2 separate regions of the Anas platyrhynchos genome follow, and region 2 is linked to region 1. A link is a contact called in public Hi-C data. All regions are on one chromosome and are shown on one strand. Each heading gives the region's core, a stretch centred on a gene start, on an enhancer-like site or on the middle of the called end of the contact. The rest is flanking DNA. Distances are from core to core; before and after follow the strand shown. Region 1 holds the start of SRSF5 (serine and arginine rich splicing factor 5). Region 2 holds the start of EXD2 (exonuclease 3'-5' domain containing 2).

Region 1 (6,464 bases), core at 2,321-4,820:
CCTTGTCCCCTGCAGCTTCCCCCAGGCCATGCCGCCTGGCTGTACATGGTTTTTCCAAGCCCTGCTGCTCTCAGCCCTGCAAGGAGAAGCTGCCCCCAGACAGCCACAGTGCTGGTGGGGCGCTTCTGGCAGGACTTGCCCATGCCTGAGGGTGATAGGAGCCAAGCCTGCTGAACGTCAGCTTCCATTTCAACAACCCTTGTTTGTCTAAACAAGTGTTTGTGGCTGCAAGGGAGATGTTCAACATACGAGTTATTGGTTTCTTCAGGGCTTTGGAGGCTACTTCCATGGGCTAGGGGGGTGAATCCCAGTGTCCCCCCCAGTTAGACCGGCTCTGTGCTTTTATACCAGTCACACGGATCGTGGGGAGTTTAAAGCTCAATTGCACGGTGCCTGGCAAGAAGAGCTTTGTCCCCCCGCGGCATTTCAGAGGTGAATTTTCCAGTCTGGATGCAGTAAGATATGGATCTAGCCACTGCTCCTCTGCCAGCAGAGCTGTGTCAAGGGGAGGAGTGATACTTTGGGTGCAAAATCCAAAATAATTAGTATTACTGTCACCCTGAAGTTGAATCAGTAAAAGAGGAGGGCAAACAGCAAGTAGAAGCTGGGAGTAAAACCCTCCTGAACCAAGTCTGCCACTGAACAGACTGTAGCATCAAAACATATCAGAGACAGACCGTATTTTTCTGTATCTTGAGGGAACATGAAGAAAAAGACTTCTATACTGGCGTGAAGACTTTCAAAGACTTATAATACTTAAACGGACCTTTTCAAAATAACTATAGTGTCACAAGAAATCTGTGTATGCTTGGCCTAACTCTTGAATGATTGAACAGTAGATGAAATTGCAGCTTGTTCTCCAGCATGGTTTATCAGAAGACTAGAGGAGCCAGGATGCTACGTGTGTGTATATACATATATATATAAAGTTTGTCCTTTCTACTCTGTTTTACCTGTGCAAGATGACAGCTAGGTTAAAAAGTCTGTTGTGATGACAGCTTAAAGAGTTTGCCTGCATTATGCAACACTATGTGCTATGGTGTGTTGTGCAACACTAATACACTATGGTGTATTGTTTTAATGTTGTGTTTGCTTAGCTCAACAGTTGCCTGAAAAATAAGGACTGGAACCACAAGTGATGGGACACGTACCGCCCTCCCCTAAGTGGATGAGCATGTCCAAGGTAGGAGAAAAGCACCATGGTTAATATAAACATGCGAAGCCACTTACTGCATTGATAACACTCCAGCATTCTGCAAGGGTTTCACTTCAGTTTCAGAAAACTATCTCAAAGCAATCGATGCCACAGCTTTGCTATACCTTGAGTCTACTACAAAATCCATGACTTTGAGTGATTTTTTTTTTTCAATCAGTTGTTCCTCATGAACTGCATAGCAGTCATCTGTGTGTTTGAGTAGTACTTTGCCATACAGAAATTGAGGTTATTGTTTAAGCTTACTTACCGTGCTATCACCAGACAGATCAGCACTTGTCTGTTAAATACCACACCTGCTGTAAGCACATCCCAGAATAGGTTATGCCTGTTTCTGCAATGCCAGTATATTTATTGTGTTATTTTTAGATTGGGATCCTCTTTAACTGAAGCCTTTATACATATCACTATTTCCTAAACGTTTATTTCTGATTTCATACTGGATTGTTCTTCCTAAACGTAAACATTTCTGCCCTTGTCCTTGCAGATTTTCATCTTGTTGAATCATTGCTTTGGTTCGTCAGGCTCATTTTGAATTCTCTTCTTGTCTTCAGAGTGTTTGAAAATCTTCCCAGGGTGTTTCACCTGCATGTTTTAACACTGCATGCTCTAATCTGCTTAGCAAATTATTAATGCAGCTGTTGAACAGTCCTGTGCTGAGAGGAGATCCCTGATTCCGCAAAGGAATTGTCCCTGTGTTTGTCAAGGAGATACTTTGAATGCAAACACTGAAAGAGGTATGCTTCCAGCTTACAATTAATTTTATCCTGCCATTTTCCTGTTTGCTTAAGAAAATACCATGTGTGGCACAGCACTGAAATCTTTACTACAGTCACGTTTAACACTTCTCTATTTTTCCCCCTTGCCCAGTAGCTTAGTTATTCTGGGAAGGAGTATTGGTTTAATTTGAAACAGCTTGTTGATTGCCAGCCTTGTTGTCATGAGCAGCTTAGCAGTTTAATGAATGAAAGTACTTATACATTGATTATTTAATCTTCTGTTCCATTGCCTCTCTGACCTTTGAAGGTAAGCTTGCCAATCGAAACATCACTGCACCTCCGGGGAGTGCGGTGTTTGGGATGGTGCTACAGATGTCTCAGTGATGCTTCATTAACTACTTCAATGAGTTTCTTAAGGATTACAGGCGCTGGCTACTTGGGTAATGTGAATTTCCTCCATCCTGCTATTCCCCTATTATGACCTATGTTCTCCAAATCCCTTTTAAAACGAATGCTGGGTCTCAATTAAGCAAGAGGTGGGGGTGACATGACATGCTCAGTCTTTGCAATCTGCTGTCTGCTGAGCACAAAAACTTTTGCTAATGTTAGTCACCGAGTCTGTGTAAACAACAAAAAAGACGGTTTGTCAAAACAAAGATGTGTTGTGATTTGAGCTTGGAAAGTTAATGGCAGACTGTGGTCATGGGTGCAGTGGTTGCATTTTGGGGTACATCAAATGTTGGCTTAGGGGCTCGGGTGGCTTTCAGGAAAGGTCTGTGGGCTAGCCGAGGAAGGACACAATCCTGCAGCAGCTCTCCTGTTACCCCCTGAAGGTTTACAGATAGCTTTGACACAGTAGGATGCTTTTGTAGTGGCCTGCATCTTGCTCTCAAAGGGTTGTGGCATTTCCTCAGTATCACATTCAGCGTGTAAAACTAAACACACTGGTCTGGTGTAAACTTGTTCTGATCATTCAAACGTTAACCCAAGAATTTTTGGGGTTTTTCTTTGTTCCTGCAAGCTTCGTATTGGACCAGGGGTTGGTCACCCTGTCCTTCTGCAGCTGGCATAAATTCACCATGAAAACACGAAGCTAACCTAAACCTGATTGCATGTATTAGATGATGTGTATAAATACGATGGCATGTGATGCCTGTTCAGGATTACAGCTCTGATGGGCTGCGATCTGATGCCGGGTGGGTCCGCCTGATTGCCTGATGCAGCGGCAGACCATGCCATGGCGAGGAGGAGGTGTGGGGGTTTGTGGCTCGGGTGCGTGTCACTGAGGCACAGCCCCGGCCATGACGCCAGGCTCGTCCCCGCTGAGGGCTGAGCGATGGGGTGCAGATGTGTGTAAACATAAGGCGGCTCTGGGGCTGGCTGAATACTGCAGCTGAGCAGCAATTAACAGTTTATTAATTATGTTTGGCTGGGAGAGACACGCGTGAGGACCCGTGAGGGGTGTGAGCACCACCAAGACACGTTGACCACCCTGTGGCAGAGCAGCCCCCCTCAGTCCCCTCACTCCCCAAGATGGCGGCCGGGCACCGCCTCCCCTCCGCCATCACCGCGGGGAGGGGCGGGGAGGGGCGGGGCCAGGGCCGGCTCCACCAATGGGCGCGCGGGGCGGGGCGGGGCCGCGGCGCGGGGCCGCCCCCGGTTGGCGGGGCGGGGCGGGGCGGGCGGCAGTCGGGAGCGAGGCGCCGCGCAGGGAGCAGGAGCCGCCCGCCAGCACCGCACCGGCCCCTCCGCCCCGCACGGCACGGCCCGGAACGCAACGGGACCCGCAGCCCAGGTTGGTGACGGGATCGGCGGCCCGGGGCTATGTCCTTGTGGTGCAGGGGGGGGGGCGGAGGAGCGAGCGGTTCCCTTAGCTAAGGGGTGTTGGCGGCGCACGGGGTCGCGGCGGGCCGGTGCCGGTGCCCCGCGTGCAGCCTCCGCGGCGGGCGCTGCGCGCAGGGCGCGGCCCGCGCCGCCATTTTGTGGCGGAGGCAGCGATGGCGGCGGCTCGGCTGCCCCTGCGCCTCGGGGGGCGGGGCCGGGCGGGAAGTGGGCGGGACCGAGGGGGGGAGCGGCGCGTTCTGGTTGGCGGGGGCCGGGGCGGGCTCCAGCTGGCGGGCTGCGATTGGGCCGCCGCGGGGGCGAGCCCGGGCTGCTGCGGACTGCGGCAGGGGGCGGGCTGGGGGGGGGGGCGCGTGCTGAGTCACCGGCACGGCGCTGAGGGGACGGTGCTGAGGGGACCACCGGGCCCCCCGCAGGTTGCTCCGCGCCCCCAGCCATGAGCGGCTGCCGCGTCTTCATCGGGAGGCTGAACCCCGCCGCCAGGGAGAAGGACGTGGAGCGCTTCTTCAAAGGGTACGGCCGCATCCGCGACATCGACCTCAAGAGGGGCTTCGGCTTCGTGGTGAGTGCGCCTGGCGGGAGGGGGCCGCGGGGCTGCGGGCATTGCGGTGTGTAACGCTGTGCCTTCTGTCTGGGCTCGCAGGAGTTCGAGGATCCCAGGGATGCGGACGATGCTGTCTATGAACTGGATGGGAAGGAGCTTTGCAGCGAGAGGTGAGCTGCCGCATCGCCCCTGGTACCCCAACATGAAAAACATGCATCGATTTCCATTTACATCTTATTATCAACACTGCTCAAATCCTGCCGTAGCTTTTTCCCCTCAATAATCATGAAAAAATGTTTAAAGATGCATGCTTTCCCCTTATTTTTTTTTTCTCTGCAGGGTTACAATTGAGCATGCGAGAGCACGCTCTAGGGGTGGCAGAGGCAGAGGGAGGTACTCTGACCGCTTTAGCAGCCGCCGTCCCCGTAGTGACAGGAGGTACGTATAGCCGTGAACTGACGGGGCTTTAATAAATAACCCCAAGCCCATCTCATCCCAAAACGTGAGGTACGCTGAGATAGCAAAAGGTGCTGTTTGATTTTCTAGTCAATCCAATGTGGCAGTAGGATTGCGAGAATCAAAAAAATTAGATACAATCATCATCTTTATGTTTTTGTACCCCCGAGGTAATTGACACTTGTTCTTGATTACTTGCGGCATTACGTAGTCACAACAGTGATAAGTTGACAATGGATTATTGATACAGTCCTGGTTAGCATTAGAATGCGATTATACTTAAGTTAATAAATAATTAATACTTAATTTTCATTTCCCAGCAGAAGTGCCCCACCTGTAAGAACAGAGAACCGGCTCATAGTAGAAAATCTGTCATCCCGAGTCAGCTGGCAGGTTTGTTAAAACACGATTAACTATTTTGACTTCATTTAATGGGTATGTAATGTAATTATTTTGTAAAATAATCAATTAAAAGTAAATCTATTTTATTAAAATGTTTATGTAATTGATGTAATTTTAAATAATGTAATTTAAATATTTTGAATGAAAGCTAGTTAATTTTAATTTATAATAATAAATGTATATATTTGAGGAAATATATTTATTTATTTTCTTGTTTTCTAAATCCATTTTAACCACATATTAAACCCTTTATTTGCCAGCCTATCTGTGTCGTTGGCCTTATGACGAGGAGTGCCTGTGGGTTATCCTAATCGTTCTGTCTTGGTCACTCTTGGTTGGGCCTGGTTGACTTTCCAGTCAGCTCCTACAATGTCACTTGGCCACCTCTAGATCTGTGTTTGCCGGTCTAGACGTAATCGATGCACTCCTTAAAGTGCCACATTGCAGCGGTCCCAGAGCGTTAACGAGATCTGATTCCTAAGTTGAGAGCTGTTCCTCCTGTAACGCTTCCGAATAAGAGTTCCTGGTCGAAAAGAGTTGAAAGATACGAAATTAGGTGGTCGTTGGAATCCTGATCGCAGTAAAGTGGTCCTTGGTAACATCAAGCATAGCGAATGTCTGGATCCGTCAGTAGTCTCCTAATAGGGAGGGCGGTGCGATTAATGGCTTCCATCGACTGGGTAGTGTTCGACAAGTGGGTGGCGAAGAGCCAGTCGGGCATAAATCATGACGGTATCTCCGGTCGCTTAATGCAGTTTGCTGCTTGGCTAGCCTAGGGAAATGTTAATAAAGGTAAAGTAAACTATATTTTTAATGACATATGGGGCACAAAATAATGGTGTTATGTAAATGTAATTCTGTATGCATATAAGACTCATAATATAAATGGAAACGGAAATAATTCAAAAATATATGGGTAGTATTTTGCACTCAGTCCAGTATTTATATATAAATATACAGATGTATTTTTTTAGATCTCTCTGTCTCTCTTTCTAATCTATATAATCTCCATAGACTAATTTAATTTTCCTTAATGTTAAGACGCTTTTATTAGCATTTTGCTTAAAGCAATATGCTTTTTTCATTTATTTCGTGCCCTGATATAGATAATTCAGTTTTGATAGAATACAAGTATGGCAGTTGCCATGTTTGTAATTTATCTAACATCTTCTCTTTCAGTAGTCGTAAGTTTCTTTTCTTTGCTCTTTAAAAAACAAAAAAAAAATCAGGAAAAACTATTTTTATATACATAAGTATTTATTTCCACTTCTTTGCATAACATTACTGG
Region 2 (6,464 bases), core at 1,271-3,770, 280 kb before region 1:
CACCTTGTTACAGCGTGAAACTCCACCTTTAGGATGTGGCTTCACAGTTGATTTCAAATTGATCTCATTATGACTTTTTGACAAAAGAAGTCGTCCTACTACTTCCCTGATACCAGCCTGCTCAAAAAAAAAAAAAAATCCTGCTCAAAATGACTGGTTTGAAGATGTAGTCATGGGGTTACCAGCATTGACACAAGGAAGATAAATCACATTAGGAGCTGAAATGTGAGTTTGGCTTTCTTATGTAGCTTGGGATGGGGCCCCAAATGCAGGGTTATTAATGAGCTAGTGGGGACTCCACGCAGCTCCCTGCTCATTGTCTGCTCGCAGCAATTTAGGTCTTGACTGGAGCCTCTCTCCTTTGATATTCCACTATCATTGATTTTCCTTTGAACACTGAGTCATTTACTCTAGTCTTCTCCCTGTTAAAGGATGAGCTAATGGGATTATAAAAATATTTTTTTCTGTGATCAGCAGAACAAGTGAAGCCTGGTTTCCTATGGACTTGTCCTGATGTGGCACCGCTGTGTGGATTCTCTGATGTATATTAAGCAGTGTCTGCACATGCTTGATATTTTATCAGTGGCAGTTTTATTAGGGTCTGTTTCATTGACTCAGCTTTGCATTTCACAGAAGTCACCTTTGAAAGCTCTATCTCTTTGTACAAATTTAGATGGAATTGGGCAATGGCTTAAACATGCCTTTTTTTTTTGGCAAGGAAAGGCAGGAAGAAAGGGGACCCACAGGCAGAAACACCAACAGACAGTGTAATTGCATAAGCCTTCTTTCCTTAGGAAATCAGGCTAAAAATGAGTCTTTTGACATCGATCTCTGTAGAGATCTCAGATCAGGTTACAGAGAGACAAAGAAAAGTAAATTTTGCTGTTTACCACGTAAGGGCTTCAGTTACCTGCTGCAACAGATTTCTCGTAAGTAAGGCTAAGCCAGCAGTTGGTGTTTGCTCACTTGGTTACCTTCTCATCTTTGGCAATGTCCCCATCAGGCTTTGGGAACTTTTTTTTTTTTTTTTTTTTTTTTTGCCAGAGTGCACTCATGCATCAGTTGCTTTCATTTATTTTTAATTTAACCTTTACACTTGAATAAATGGATATGTAGGTAGTAAGACAAGCTGTTAAAGAGACTTGTGGTTTACAGGACCAGTGATAGCATGAAAAACACAGGCTTTAGGTGCAGCCAAGGATACAATCCTGTTATTATTGAAAAGCAAGGCTTGGGCATTACATTATATCATATTTTCTCTGTACTGTGTAATAAGTGCTAGTGTATTTTATTTTTCCTCTCTTTACACAAAAGTCCTATTACCTTAGAAACCAAAATAAACACTTTGTAAAAGGGAAGACCTGTTTCAGCTTTCTGGGTGGATGTCAGTTTATTACAAATGGATCCAGCTATGAATAAACTTTGCAGATTTGTTCAGATTTGGTCACTATTCTGAGCTTGAGTCTCTGACAAAGTGCTTAAAGATGCACTGCCTGCACCCAACAGGGTGGCTGGACCTTGAAGTGCAGTCACAGAGGCTTCTCGGGACTTGGTTATGTGGTCTCTGAAATAAGTCTGCAGTGACCCCAGATGTTATTTTTTTTTCTCCCTTTGGACTAGTTTACAGGTGGATCAGTTGCCTGAATCAGTGCCCCTGTCATTAAGGAAATGCTAGTGCTGGAGCAAGGGAGCAGGGAGCAAGCAGTCAGTCGGGTTTAACGGGAACTGTGGTAAAATCCAAGCAGTGCTCCAGGTCTGTACTTGGTTACAATGACCATGTAACACAAAGCATTGTACAATTTGGGGGAGGCAGGGGAATGAAGCGAGGGTAGGAGGGAAGAAGATCTCCATCTGGCTGTGGGAACTCTGAGGTAGAGCCAGGCCACCCCAGCTTTTTCTCCTGTGCATACTCTGCGCTGTGTGATGAGCTCAGAGCCGTAGCCTCCTGCCCTGTGATGTGCATTTCAGCTGTCAGCTGGGTCTGGGGCATTGGATCTGGGATGGAAGGAGAAGCTGTGGCCCAGGTATGGCTGTGAGGAACAAACACCTCTTCCTGTAGGGGAGAGTGAACCGGAACAAGAGGTGTGTTCCTACAGCGTGCAAAATTGCACTGCTCTGTAGAGCCCGGAGGATTAGTATCAAAGTGGATATAAATTTATTTGGTGCAGAGCAAGATTGAGGGTCTTTGCGGAAAAAAAAAAAAAAGATACAGATGCTGTTACTAAAGCATGTGTGTGTTCAAAACAGACCACTCCATGGAAAACAAACTTTTCCCAACTTGATCCCATCGCCTGTGAGACCTGACATCTCGCTGCCCTGGGCTGAGCCCCGCTCCTTAGGGTGAGCTGTAGGGGATGGATGGGTCGTCCTGCTGAAACCCTGCTCCTCTGGGAGCACCCTGCGGGCGATCCGCCTGCTCAACGCCAGCTCTCCTGGGGAGCCCTTCCTCCCCTCTGTGACAATTACGCTACAAGTAGCCAAGTTAACCCCAAAAACATCCATTTTGGAGGCGGCAGCGCCCGGTGCCGGGCTGGAGGCCGGCCCGCCGCCCGCCCCGCCTCAGCGGCCCTACAAGATGGCGGCGCCCAGGGGCCGCCGGCTCCTGAGGGGCAGGCTCGGAGCCCGCCGCCGAGCCCCCGCAGGTAGCGGCGGGGCTGCCCGGTGCGGGGACCGCCGAGACCGAAGCCTGGAGGCCGGGGCCGGCCCGTGGAGCTGCCGCTGATCGCCACCTCTCTGCTTTCTCCTCGCAGGCCGCGATAAAGCGCCGAGCGGGTGCAGGGAAGGGGATAAGGATGCCCAGGCAGGCGGCGGTGACGGTGGCTGTGGCGACCCTGCTGGGTGTGGCGGTGGGGGGCCTGGCGCTGTGGAGGGCAGCGCGGCGCCGCAGGGGGACAGCGAGCTGCGGGCAGCCGCGAGGGGACGCGGGCAGGGGGCCGGCAGATGAGGCGCTGCTGAAGGCTGAGGCTGAGGATGAGGATGAGCCTGCCTTCGGCACGCCGCCCGCCTCGTCCCGGCCACACAGGAGCCTCGGTGCGGACATCGTGGTCGTCTCCGAGCAGGAGGAGTGGGAGCGGGTCGAGCCCCTGCTGAAGAAGGAGCTGGAGCAGCGGCCGGTGCTTGGGATCGACTGTGAGTGGGTGAGTGAGCGCAGGGCCTCTCCGCCAGGTTGCAAATCGCAGCAGGGAATCATCGAGGGAGGAGCTGTGCCTCTGCTGGAATGGGCACGGCTCGGCTGGCTATCGAAACCGTGATTATCTATCGTGACACCAGGGAACTATCCACTAGTTTTGATTGTTCTCACGTTTAAGTCTGCTGGCTGTAAGTTTTTAGTTCGCTACTTGCATTTGTTTGCTGAACTTTTGTGATAAATCTAGTTCTAAACGTGCAGTGATAATTACATGGCTAAATAGCACCATATGTTTTATATAGTACCTCTTTTCATGTAGTTTACTAAAATAGTTCAGATTTACAGTATTTTAAGTCCATCTGTGTACCAAAGAGTTTCTTAAAATTAATAAACCAGAAGAGGAGGATAATGCTGATAAGAAGATAGACCTCCGTGGGCATACCAGAAAGCAGCATTCATCTGCTGCTTGTATGTTTGCCTATGTGAGCTCTTGGAACAGACTTTGAGTCATTTATGAAGCTTGTCTTCGCCATCATTTTGGCTGGAAGTTTATTCACCCCACATTCATTGGTACAAGCTGCAGTTAAGCAGTGTGCTATAAACACTTTTGTAGTGCTGACGTGGATTAAGGAATGTGTCTGCTTGCTCCTGCCAGCCCAGCTGTGAGGGGCAAGGGTGAAAGGAGGAAAATTTCTCTCACAAGGTTGTAGCAAGAAGTAATTGTGGGACAGTAATACTGTGAAACAAATCACATAATTTGTGCAGGAAAAGCTTTCAATTGCATAGTCTGGTAAGTATTTCCTGTCTTTGGTGGGCTGTTTTACAATTTGGTCCAGCTGCAGTACTGCTAGTAACCCAGCTGTGATTTTTACCTTTATTTCAGGTATCTGTGGAGGGAAAAGCGAATCCTGTATCCCTTCTACAAATGGCTTCTTCCAGTGGCTTCTGTGTTCTCATCCGGTTGCCCAGGCTCGTTGCCAGTGGACAGACTATCCCAAAGACCCTGTTGGACATCATGGCAGATAGTGCTGTATTGAAAGTAGGGGTGGGATGCTGGGAAGATGCTTGCAAGTTACTTCAGGACTATGGTCTTCCAGTAAAAGGGAGTGTGGATCTCCGATATTTAGCCATGAGACAGCGGTAAGCCTCTGAAGACAGAGGCAGCTCTGTTTTTAGTACACCATTTGAGTTTGAAATATTAAAAAGTAATTTGTGTGTGCTGGATGATGTCGGGCAGGTAGGTTTGGTGTTCTTGGGATGGGACACTTTCTTTAGAGCGTGGGCAGGCTTGTATTCTGTGGCCTTAAAGGAAATGAAATCATGAATGCTAATTGTGTCAGTCTGTCTTCTCGTGTAATAGTTGTAAGGGCTTTTCAGAGTATCTTGCTTTGTCTTGTAAGAAGTCCAGGCAGAGTGATACAAGACGGTCAGAGAGCTCACAATGTAAACAGATGCTTGAAGACACTGCCTGAAACTATGGGGTAAAAGTGTGAGTGGCACTTAAGTGGAACTGTTAAATTACAGGATTTCTTGAAAAATGGCTAAAAAAACCCAACTAGCTCCAATTTTCTGTTCTAGTATCAGTGTTTCCTTTTATAGGTTACAGTTGTGATGCTATTTTCCCATCCTCTGTTCTTTCTTAAAAAAAAAAAAAAAAGTTTTACTTGGGAATGTTCTTCATATTCAGTATATGTGCATTGTTAGTGACGTGGGGCATGGATTTGGTGACCTGATGGTGCCTTTTTAGCACTGAGGATGGATTCCTCTTGAATCATTCCTGGTTCTCATGCTCCTCAGAAAATGTCTCCAGGCTTGTTTATTAAGTGGCTGATGAATCCCTAGGGGCAGACAGTCCTTCACTCTGTGACAGACCTCTCTATTTCAGAATCACAGAGTCACAGAATTTCTAGGTTGGAAGAGACCTCAAGATCATCGAGTCCAACCTCTAACCTAACACTAACAGTCCCCACTAAACCATATCCCTGAGCTCTACATCTAAGAGCCAGATACTTCAGCCTGAGATGTTACCAGCTCCCAGCCTTGCCTGTTTTGCATATTGCAGACACTAGGTAATTACCAAATCTAGGTCGGACATTTTAGTGGAGAGGAGGGTGAGGGCCTGTATGCTGCTTGAGTGGGAGTCGTGCATCAAGTGCGTTGTGTTCTGGCAGAACCAGGTTGTGTGAGGCTGCCTAAATTTGCATGAGTGTTTAGTTTCATTTTTAATATGCCTCTTTTGCTTTCTTTGTTAAAACTGAAGGAAGGATCTACTTCACAACTGCCTTAGCCTTAAGTCCTTAGCTGAAAAAGTCCTGAACTGCCCGCTTGACAAGTCTCCTCATATGCGTTGCAGCAACTGGGAGGCAGAAGAACTGACACAACATCAGGTGTGTCTTCCACTTCAACTCTGTGTTTTGGGAAGAAAAGCAAACTTCTTATTAGAGGAGAGGCATTGTAACAGGGAGATCTTGTCCTTCTTTGAGTTCTGCTTCAATAGTTCTGTATGACTATGATCTGAAGTCCATTTCAGCCTCTGCCTGAGTTTCCCTCCTTTTCCATGAAGACAATTTTCTGTCATTCTCTCTGGATTCTTGACCCTTGTTTTCCTTTAATCCTGGAAGATCTGTAAGGCCAGACCCCTTGAACCAGCGGTTTGTGCACCCAAAGCCTCACTTGTTTGTTTTCTTTCCTCCAATTTGTAGCAGTCAGTGCAATATCAGATAAAGACCCTGGAAACCTTGTTCACCATCTTTAGCCTATCATGGTTTCCCTAATTGCTTGTGTTCTTTAGTCATGCTGCAGATGTCTACAAAATCAGTGACCAGTAGAGGGAGTGACAGGATAAATAATCACATTGGACGGTAGTAGGCATTGTGCCAAAAGTGAACAAGGGAAAACAAATCCAGCTTCTGGTTTTACTGAATCTAGTGTTAAAGACTGATGGTGTTTGGGGGAGTGTTTGCTGCTTGCCAGTATCCCAGCGTCTGTGCTTTTCTGCAGGTTCTCTATGCTGCTAGGGATGCCCAGATCTCAGTGGCTCTGTTCCTCCATTTGCTGGGATTTGCCTGCCTCCCTGCTGTATCTGACGGTGAAAACTCTGCTGCTACTTGGGAAAAAGTACTGAGCAAATGCCAGGGCTTGGTGGATATCCCATTTAGAGGGAGGAGGAGTGGCAGCGCAGGAGAGAAGGGTGGAGTGGCACGCTCCCCTCAGAAAACAAAGAATCGGAAATCTTCTGCGAATGTTCAGTCTTCTGGTAGTCAGCAAGTGAGAGATCCTCGGAGGCAGAAGCGAAAGCCTCTGGGTGTGGGATATTCTGCAAGGTAAGTCTGTGAGC

What was found. A called contact is a pair of places that touch in the nucleus more often than the background predicts.
Region 2: a contact with region 1 is called in a Hi-C map of skeletal muscle, with 4 times the contacts expected there. The contact joins the promoter of EXD2 here to the promoter of SRSF5 in region 1. A contact is called at or near these places in 3 of 8 Hi-C or Micro-C datasets (liver, skeletal muscle and subcutaneous adipose tissue).

What each region holds. Positions count from the first base shown.
Region 1 is chr5:36,882,631-36,889,094 of IASCAAS_PekinDuck_T2T, reverse strand. SRSF5 (serine and arginine rich splicing factor 5) reads left to right here and starts at 3,570. Exons shown (of 8, transcript XM_027458355.3): 1 at 3,570-3,727; 2 at 4,191-4,336; 3 at 4,418-4,488; 4 at 4,658-4,756; 5 at 5,098-5,167. The coding sequence starts at 4,211. It overlaps LOC119717064 (a long non-coding RNA gene), which reads left to right. Exons shown (of 3, transcript XR_005266045.2): 3 at 1,098-1,409.
Region 2 is chr5:37,162,354-37,168,817 of IASCAAS_PekinDuck_T2T, reverse strand. EXD2 (exonuclease 3'-5' domain containing 2) reads left to right here and starts at 2,520. Exons shown (of 9, transcript XM_038180680.2): 1 at 2,520-2,642; 2 at 2,751-3,137; 3 at 4,011-4,267; 4 at 5,388-5,514; 5 at 6,128-6,450. The coding sequence starts at 2,793.